3 separate regions of the Mus musculus genome follow, and all the other regions are linked to region 2. The links are chromatin contacts, called in public HiChIP or PLAC-seq maps. All regions are on one chromosome and are shown on one strand. The core of a region is the stretch at or near the end of the contact, and the rest is flanking DNA. Distances in the headings are between cores, read along the strand shown.

Evidence for each region. HiChIP or PLAC-seq counts read pairs in DNA pulled down with a chosen protein or histone mark.
Region 1: an H3K4me3 HiChIP or PLAC-seq map of stem cell-derived neural progenitor cells shows a contact between it and region 2, with 4 times the contacts expected there. The contact joins the promoter of Mfsd8 here to the promoter of Jade1 in region 2. A contact is called at or near these places in 1 of 39 promoter capture datasets (erythroid cells), 4 of 115 datasets of contacts at active chromatin or transcription factors (astrocytes, pancreatic cancer cells, pro-B cells and 1 more) and 1 of 9 other capture datasets (liver).
Region 3: a contact with region 2 is called in an H3K4me3 HiChIP or PLAC-seq map of embryonic stem cells, with 8 times the contacts expected there. The contact joins the promoter of Abhd18 here to the promoter of Jade1 in region 2. A contact is called at or near these places in 2 of 39 promoter capture datasets (cranial neural crest and frontonasal cranial neural crest), 7 of 115 datasets of contacts at active chromatin or transcription factors (astrocytes, embryonic stem cells, epiblast stem cells and 3 more) and 1 of 9 other capture datasets (adipose tissue).

The regions. Positions count from the first base shown.
Region 1 is chr3:40,845,506-40,848,324 of GRCm38.p6, forward strand. It overlaps Mfsd8 (major facilitator superfamily domain containing 8), which reads right to left and starts at 1,349. Exons shown (of 12, transcript NM_028140.5): 1 at 1,136-1,349. The coding sequence starts at 1,200. It also overlaps the pseudogene Gm2011.
Region 2 is chr3:41,554,446-41,557,145 of GRCm38.p6, forward strand. Jade1 (jade family PHD finger 1) reads left to right here and starts at 1,289. Exons shown (of 11, transcript NM_001130184.1): 1 at 1,289-1,374.
Region 3 is chr3:40,892,818-40,895,517 of GRCm38.p6, forward strand. It overlaps Abhd18 (abhydrolase domain containing 18), which reads left to right and starts at 1,442. Exons shown (of 13, transcript NM_026622.4): 1 at 1,442-1,626. It overlaps 6430590A07Rik (RIKEN cDNA 6430590A07 gene), which reads right to left and starts at 1,287. Exons shown (of 3, transcript NR_166482.1): 1 at 1,131-1,287.

The DNA of each region.
Region 1 (2,819 bases), core at 99-2,598, 710 kb before region 2:
ATTACAGTAAGTAAAAATAACTTCAGGGTCCCGGCAAATAACAAGCCTGGAAGAAAAAAAGTTGTTGGCAGGAGTTGCAGGTAACATAAATGAGGGTTGCTGACAGATTTCAAAAGGGAGAAGAGGGATGGCCTCTTCTAGGCGTGGAATACGCAGGGCAACTATAGAGCTGTAAGAACTCCAAAAGGATTGCGGCACAGCAAAAAGCAGGGCAGAAGCCAACAGCTTCGAAGGTCTCAACAGGCCTGGGGGATGCAGCTCTTTTAAAACAAATGTCAACACTGCTACTTATTTTAATCACCTCAAGATAAAAATCAAGAAACATAAAATTGTAATCCATCCTCTGGCCTCTGTACAAAGCATGATGCATGTGCCACCCGTTCCCCCTCAAAAAATGAACCTAATAAAACACACACTGCGCTTCAAATAAAAGACTCGATGAAATAATACTTATTGCTTCGTAAAAGTAAGAATACATATTGCTACAGTAAGACAAGCCCAACTTTTCTAAATTAGTGCTCATAAATTAGGATCAAAATGAGAATTACAAGGATGAAAATACTAATGAAACGCTTAAAGGTGTCTTTATTTTGGACATGTGATACTGAGCAAATGTGAGTCATTTTAAGTGGGTTTATTTGCAAAATATGAAGACGTTATTAGGCAGGTTAGGAAAAGTCTAACTCAAGTTTAGCTCTTGAGTGTCGGTTAAAACCACCATTTGGGGCTTTTGTGACAGTGGACAGCTACACAGGGTCAACAGAATGCAGTGTCTGCTGTAAAGGAGGCAGCTTAGGTTTCTTCATACAAAACAAAGGAAAAATAGTGAAGAAAAAGAAGCTCTCAAGCAAGAAGGAATTACCATAACAGGATTCAGGCAGATGCTTAAGACACACAGCACAAGGGCTACAATGTGAAACTGCTGTGACCTTTGTGAAGCATCCCCCTGCCCAGCTTTCTAGGTACACAAGTTCTCCAAGCACCAAGATTCTCCTCTATTCCCAAGTACACGCCATTATCCCGGAGCCTGTCCTAAGCGGCTCCGAAGGCGTTGCTGGGCATGCGCATGTGCAGCCGGGTTTCGGGTCCGGACAGTGGACTCACTGTTCCCAGCTAGTCCCACCCGCCTGCTCACCTGCTTCCGGGTGATCCCGGGCCCAAGAGGGGCTCCCGCTCGGCCTCACTTCCCAGGTTCGCCATAATTCCAGCTCTCGCTAGGCGGCGCGCTGCCCACTCTCGCGACACCTGCTCCTTCTCCAGGCCCGGAGCTGTCAAAACACTCCTACGAGTGCGCTTGCGCGCCGTGAGGCCGGAAGCGGACCGGCAGCCGAAGGGAAATGTGAAGTGTGTGGGCCCTGCAGGAGGCGGTGGTGGCAAACAGAGAGAAGGCCGGAAGAGGTGGAGCAAGGCCAGAGCCGGCCTCTGGGGGCGTGTCCCGCGGACGCCACGCCCCGCCCCGAGGACGTCCTCCCTGTCAGGCTGGCTGGCAGCTCGCCTGCTGTTTTGTACCTGAGCAGATTCAGCTCTCTGCTGTCCGAGCTGAGGCGAAAGTCCGGTGCCTTAAGCGTGGAGAGCGGTGGTGGCCAGAGGCTTGGCGAGTTCCCCTTCAGGTGTGCCTCGGCGAGCGGCCTGTAAGTAACAGCCTCTGTCATCTGCTTACGTGCAAGGCGGCATGAAGGCAGCAGTGTCCTGTCCGACAGAGGGCGTTGGGGACCCCTGTGACCCAACCCTGCTGGCCATCAGCGCCTCACCTGAAAGGGACTGAGGATGAGGCTGATGGTAGGCAGCCGCTGTTATACCCCTGACTCCGCTCCTGAGAGACTTGGAAGTCGCGGCTGATGGCAGCCAGACACTGATGCCCCCGCCGGCTCCTCACTTGAGGGGACTGAAGGTCGGGTCTGAGGAGGCTACAACCTCGCTGGTTCCGGGCCCCAGAACCTCAACTTTGCAAAAAACCAGCCCCTAGGCAAAGCCTGCTTAGCTCCAACCCGCTGCTTTCAGCACCAGGAACATAAACACTCAACAGACTCAGATACTGTTGACTTCCTAGTCTCTGTCCCTGCCATTGGACTTGTCAGCTAATTGCTGCTAGAAGTCATCGTGTGTCTCCTAAAGTAATGTTTTCTTAACTATAGATAAGATTGTCATGTGATTTCATTGGATCACATCTCTCCTAGGACACGGGTAAAGCAGATACTTATCTATCTGATCAAGACCGGAGGTCGAGATAAGTTACCCGGAATCTCTCAGAGTTGGGGCCCAGTCTCAATTCTTGAACTCCTTGAACGCTTAGCGTTTGTCCTGCCTCAGGAGCTCTCTGTTGTGTGGTATTCCCATCTCCTCTCCTTTGATCTTTCATTTGTGATCATCTCATGTGCAGCCAATCAGGCATACCCTACTAGAGAACTGTTAAACTTGAAATGTCTTCTGTTAATTATCTTTGAATCCAATCCTGATTATTAGATACTTCATTGTATTCAGTCCTGCACATTTATCTATAGTAACAGAAACAAGGAGATTCTCGTTATTGGTTCCAAGACTACAGATGGGTAGAAAATAAAGTCCTTTTTTTTAACCTCAATATTCTTCCTGTGTTATGGTTGTCATTTCTAATCCCTGGACAGTTGCACAATTTGTGACTCATATGTAATAGAGGAAGAAAAATTTAACTAGCATTCCATCAAGTACAATTTGGTATATGTTGAAAGAAATTTTATTCTTATTCGGGTCCTCATTTCATCCCTACAATGGTTTTCTAAAGAGGAGAGAGATTGACTCAAGTAGACAAAGAAGTGAAAGGCAGAGAGAATAGGAAGATG
Region 2 (2,700 bases), core at 39-2,538:
CATTATCAATCATGTGAGCCAAACATTCTTTTTTTCTTATAAAATTTCTCAACTAAAATTACTCACTCCTTCTTTAGATTCTTTCCCAAATGCCACACTGGTCATGTGTGAGGCTTGGGCAAACAATCAGCAGGGAGAGGTAGGGAAGGAAACAGAAGAATGTCCGTGTTGTGGAAGTCAGGTGACTACATTTCAAGAAAGGGGGGAACGAACCAGGGAGATGCTTCAGCAGATAAAAGCACTTTCTGCCAAGTCAGGCCCCGCGTGATAAAGGAAAGAACCAACTTCAGCACATTGTCCTCTGACCGCCACGTGCCTGCTGTGGCACATGCGCACTCTGTCTGGAAAAAGAATAAATAATAATAAAAATTATTTTTTTAAGAACTACATAGCATAGACAGCAAAATTAAATCTAAAAAGATAGGCACGAGTATGACTGAACAACAGTATCAAATTTGGTGAGATCCAACAATCTAAGGATAAGAGGCTGTCCCAGCCTTTACCTAGAAGAATGTTGTATTGGCTGGGACAATGTGTGCCAACTTCTAACACATGCTAGAATGATCACAGAAGAAGGAGCATCCGTTGAGGAAATGTAGCCCTGAAATCCAGCTATAAGGCGTTTTCCTTTCTCTTTCTCCTTCTTTTCTTTTCATTTTTTTTTGGTTTTTCAAGACAGGCATTTTCTCAGTTAGTGGTCCATGGGGGCGGGCCCAGCCTACTTGCGGGTGGAAGGCTGAGCGAGCAAGTCGCTACTACGTAGTACTTCTTCTCTCCATGGCCTCTGCTTCTGCTCCTGCCCTGTTTGAGTTCTTGTCCTGACTTCCTTTGATGGACAAACAGTATTTTGGTCTTGTAAACCAAATAAATCCTGTCCTCACCAACTTGTTTTTTATTTATTTTTATTTTTGGGCGCGCGCGCGCGCGGAGGGGGGGGGGTTCATGGAGTTTTGTCGCAGCAGTAGTAACCCTAAGTGAGCTCAGTCTTATTATCTGTCTGCGGGTGACCCACTGGTCTTTCAAAAAGTGTGGGTGTACGCAAAATGGAGAGAGGAGAACTTCTGGAGCCGTTCTGCTCCACGTCGTCGTGTTCAAAAGTATCCGGAAGCAGTCGGTGGCCAGCCAGCCAGGCCAGGCGCCAGCCGGGCGGGGGTAAAGGCAGGCTGGGAGGGGCGTCAGAGCCTGGGGGTGGGCGGGTGGGTGCTGTGGCGTGTGGAAAGGTCGGCTCCTCCCACCGTGACGTGATGCCCAAGACCAGACTAAAGAGCCTGCCCGGAAGATCACCTGCTCTTTGGGTTCTAGAAGGCAGAAGACATCCTTGTCCGCTCGCCTGCTACCTCTGAGGAAACTCGGGGCTCTACTCAAAGTGCTGAGGTAGGTGGTCCACCTTGGAGATAGGTCTCGGGGAGAAGGGGGACACTGGTGAGGGAAGGGCAGAGGCTTCCAGGATTAGTTGAGGTAGGGGGGATAATATCCTGGAACCAGTGAGCGTAAATCTCAAGCCGGTCCGCCCTGGTCTGGGCTTTCCTTCCCGCCCTTTTTTTGCCTTCCTTTCCCTTGGCGCCCACCATTTTGAGACCAGATCTTTGGTAGTCCAAGCTGGAGGGAAAAAGCATTGACGTTGGGATGGATTGGAGCTTCGGTGGCCCTGAGCACTGGGATTGCAGGCGTGAGTTTACGGGACTGGTCTGCGGGACTGGTCTGCGCCATGCGATGGCTTTGGGGCCTGTTAGGCAAGCACCCTACCAAGTGGGCTACACCCCTGTCCCATGCTTCTCTAGCTCTGCTTCCACTCCAGATTCAGCCATCTTGGAACTACCCCAAAAGACTCCGTCAGGAAAGCCATAACGCTTAGCGGCTCATTCTGCTGAATCTAGCCCTGGATTCTTAATTCTTTCAAATTATTTCATTCCTCCGCTTCCCACAACCTGTTAATCTCTGCGGTAACTTCGAACCTAGGACCTGAAGCCCAGCTCTTGATCCAATACCCTTCCTCTCCCGTCCTGTGTATTTTCTGTGTATCTTGGATGTCTAGAGGTCTAGGTTGGAGTCATGTGGGGACCTTTCTGCAGAAGAATGGAGGCCTGTAAAGAGCCTGGTTTATCCATCTCACTTGTCCTTAGCTTAGAAGTCAGTATCTTTCAAACACGGGAAAGAATTTGAATTCTGGAAGTTCTGGGCGTCTTCCCTCAAGATGGCTCAGGAAGGCAAGCACGTGCGTGATGGAGCTCCCCTGCCCCCCTCCCTCGCTCCCCCCTCCCTCGCTCCCCCTCCCCTCCCCCCTCCCTCGCTCCCCCTCCCCTCCCCCCTCCCTCCCCCCTCCCTCCCTCTTCCTCCTCCCTCTCTCTCTCCCTCACTTTCCCCTCCCCCTTCACCTCCCGCCTCTCTCTTAAACACACACACACACACACACACACACACACACACACACACACACCACCCCAGAAAAAAGTGAGTGAATTGTGTGGCCGTCATACCAAGACTTGGGATCCTTCGCTTCACAAACATTCAAGTAAGTGGTGGACCTAGCTATCCTCAAAGCTTTTATCTCCTAACTCCTAGTTAGTTCTTCTTCAGGAGAAAGAAAATCTGTATTGTTTTTCTCATTTGCTAAGGAAGTAGGCTCATACCATTGAAGTATAATGTGGAAGAAAAGGAGAAAGTGGAGCTCTCTGGTAACGGCCTAAGAGAGCTCTTAGG
Region 3 (2,700 bases), core at 192-2,691, 660 kb before region 2:
AATTACAGTAAGTAAAAATAACTTCAGGGTCCCGGCAAATAACAAGCCTGGAAGAAAAAAAGTTGTTGGCAGGAGTTGCAGGTAACATAAATGAGGGTTGCTGACAGATTTCAAAAGGGAGAAGAGGGATGGTCTCTTCTAGGCGTGGAATAGGCAGGACAACTACAGAGCTTAAGAACTCCAAAAGGATGGCTGCACAGCAAAAAGCAGGGCAGAAGCCAACAGCTTCGAAGGTCTCAACAGGCCTGGGGGATGCAGCTCTTTTAAAACAAATGTCAACACTGCTACTCATTTTAATCACCTCAAGATAAAATCAAGAAACATAAAATTGTAATCCATCCTCTGGCCTCTGTACAAACCATGATGCATGTGCCACCTGTTCCCCCTCAAAAGATGAACCTAATAAAACACACACTGCGCTTCAAACAAAAGACTCGATGAAATAATACTTACTGCTTCGTAAAGGTAAAAATACATATTGCTACAGTAAGACAAGCCCAACTTTTCTAAATTAGTGCTCATGAATAAGGATCAAAATGAGAATTACAAGGATGAAAATACTAATGAAACGCTTAAAGGTGTGTTTATTTTGGACCTGTGATACTGAGCAAAGTGTGAGTCATTTTAAGTGGGTTTATTTGCAAAATATGAAGAAGTTATTAGGTTAGGAAAAGTCTAACTCAAGTTTAGCTCTTGAGTGTCGGTTAAAACCACCATTTGGGGCTTTTGTGACAGTGGACAGCTACACAGGGTCAACAGAATGCAGTGTCTGCTGTAAAAGAGGCAGCTTAGGTTTTTTCATACAAAACAGGAAAAATAGTGAAGAAAAAGAAATTCTCAAGGAGGAAGGAATTACCATAACAGGATTCAGGCAGATGCTTAAGACACACAGCACAAGGGCTACAATGTGAAACTGCTGTGACCTTTGTGAAGCATCCCCCTGCCCAGCTTTGTTAGGTACACAAGTTCTCCAAGCACCAAGATTCTCCTCTATTCCCAAGTACACGCGATTATCCCGGAGCCTGTCCTAAGCAGCTCCGAAGGCGTTGCTGGGCATGCGCATGTGCAGCCGGGTTTCGGGTCCGGACAGTGGACTCACTGTTCCCAGCTAGTCCCACCCGCCTGCTCACCTGCTTTCCGGTGATCCCGGGCCCAAGAGGGGCTCCCGCTCAGCCTCACTTCCCAGGTTCGCCATAATTCCAGCTCTCGCTAGGCGGCGCGCTGCCCACTCTCGCGACACCTGCTCCTTCTCCAGGCCCGGAGCTGTCAAAACACTCCTATGAGTGCGCGTGCGCGCCGCGAGGCCGGAAGCGGACCGGCAGCCTAAGGGAAGTGTGAAGCGTGTGGGCCCTGCAGGAGGCGGTGGTGGCAAACAGAGAGCAGGCCGGAAGAGGTGGAGCAAGGCCAGAGCCGGCCTCTGGGGGCGTGTCCCGCGGACGCCACGCCCCGCCCCGAGGACGTCCTCCCTGTCAGGCTGGCTGGCAGCTCGCCTGCTGTTTTGTACCTGAGCAGATTCAGCTCTCTGCTGTCCGAGCTGAGGCGAAAGTCCGGTGCCTTAAGCGTGGAGAGCGGTGGTGGCCAGAGGCTTGGCGAGTTCCCCTTCAGGTGTGCCTCGGCGAGCGGCCTGTAAGTAACAGCCTCTGTCGTCTGCGTACGTGCAAGGCGACAGGAAGGCAGCGGTTCCCTGGTTCGAGGGAGGGCGTTGGGGACCCCTGTGGCCCAACCCTGCTGGCCATCAGCGCCTCACCTGAAAGGGACTGAGGATGAGGCTGATGGTAGGCAGCCGCTGTTATACCCCTGACTCCGCTCCTAAGAGACTTGGGGGTCGCGGCTGATGGCAGCCAGACACTGATGCCCCCACCGGCTCCTCACTTGAGGGGACTGAAGGTCGGGTCTGAGGAGGCTACAACCTCGCTGGTTCCGGGCCCCAGAACCTTAACTTTGCAAAAAGCCAGCCCCTAGGCAAAGCCTGCTTAGCTCCAACCCGCTGCTTTCAGCACCAGGAACATAAACACTCAACAGACTCAGATACTGTTGACTTCCTAGTCTCTGTCCCTGCCATTGGACTTGTCAGCTAATTGCTGCTAGAAGTCATCGTGTGTCTCCTAAAGTAATGTTTTCTTAACTCTAGATAAGATTGTCATGTGATTTCATTGGATCACATCTCTCCTAGGACACGGGTAAAGCAGATACTTATCTATCTGATCAAGACCTGAGGTCGAGATAAGTTACCTGGAATCTCTCAGAGTTGGGACCCAGTCTCAATTCTTGAACTCCTTGAGCGCTTAGCATTTGTCCTGCCTCAGGAGCTCTCTGTTGTGTGGTATTCCCATCTGCTCTCCTTTGATCTTTCATTTGTGATCATCTCATGTGCAGCCAATCAGGCATATTCTACTAGAGAACTGTTAAACTTGAAATGTCTTCTGTTAATTATCTTTGAATCCAATCCTGATTATTAGATACTTCATTGTATTCAGTCCTGCACATATATCTATAGTAACAGAAACAAGGAGATTCTCGTTATTGGTTCCAAGACTAAAGATGGGTAGAAAATAAAGTCCTTTTTTTAACCTCGATATTCTTCCTATGTTATGGTTGTCATTTCTAATCCCTGGACAGTGACACAATTTGAGACTCTTATATAATAGAGGAAGAAAATTTTAACTAGCATTCCATCAAGTAGAATGTGGTGTATGTTGA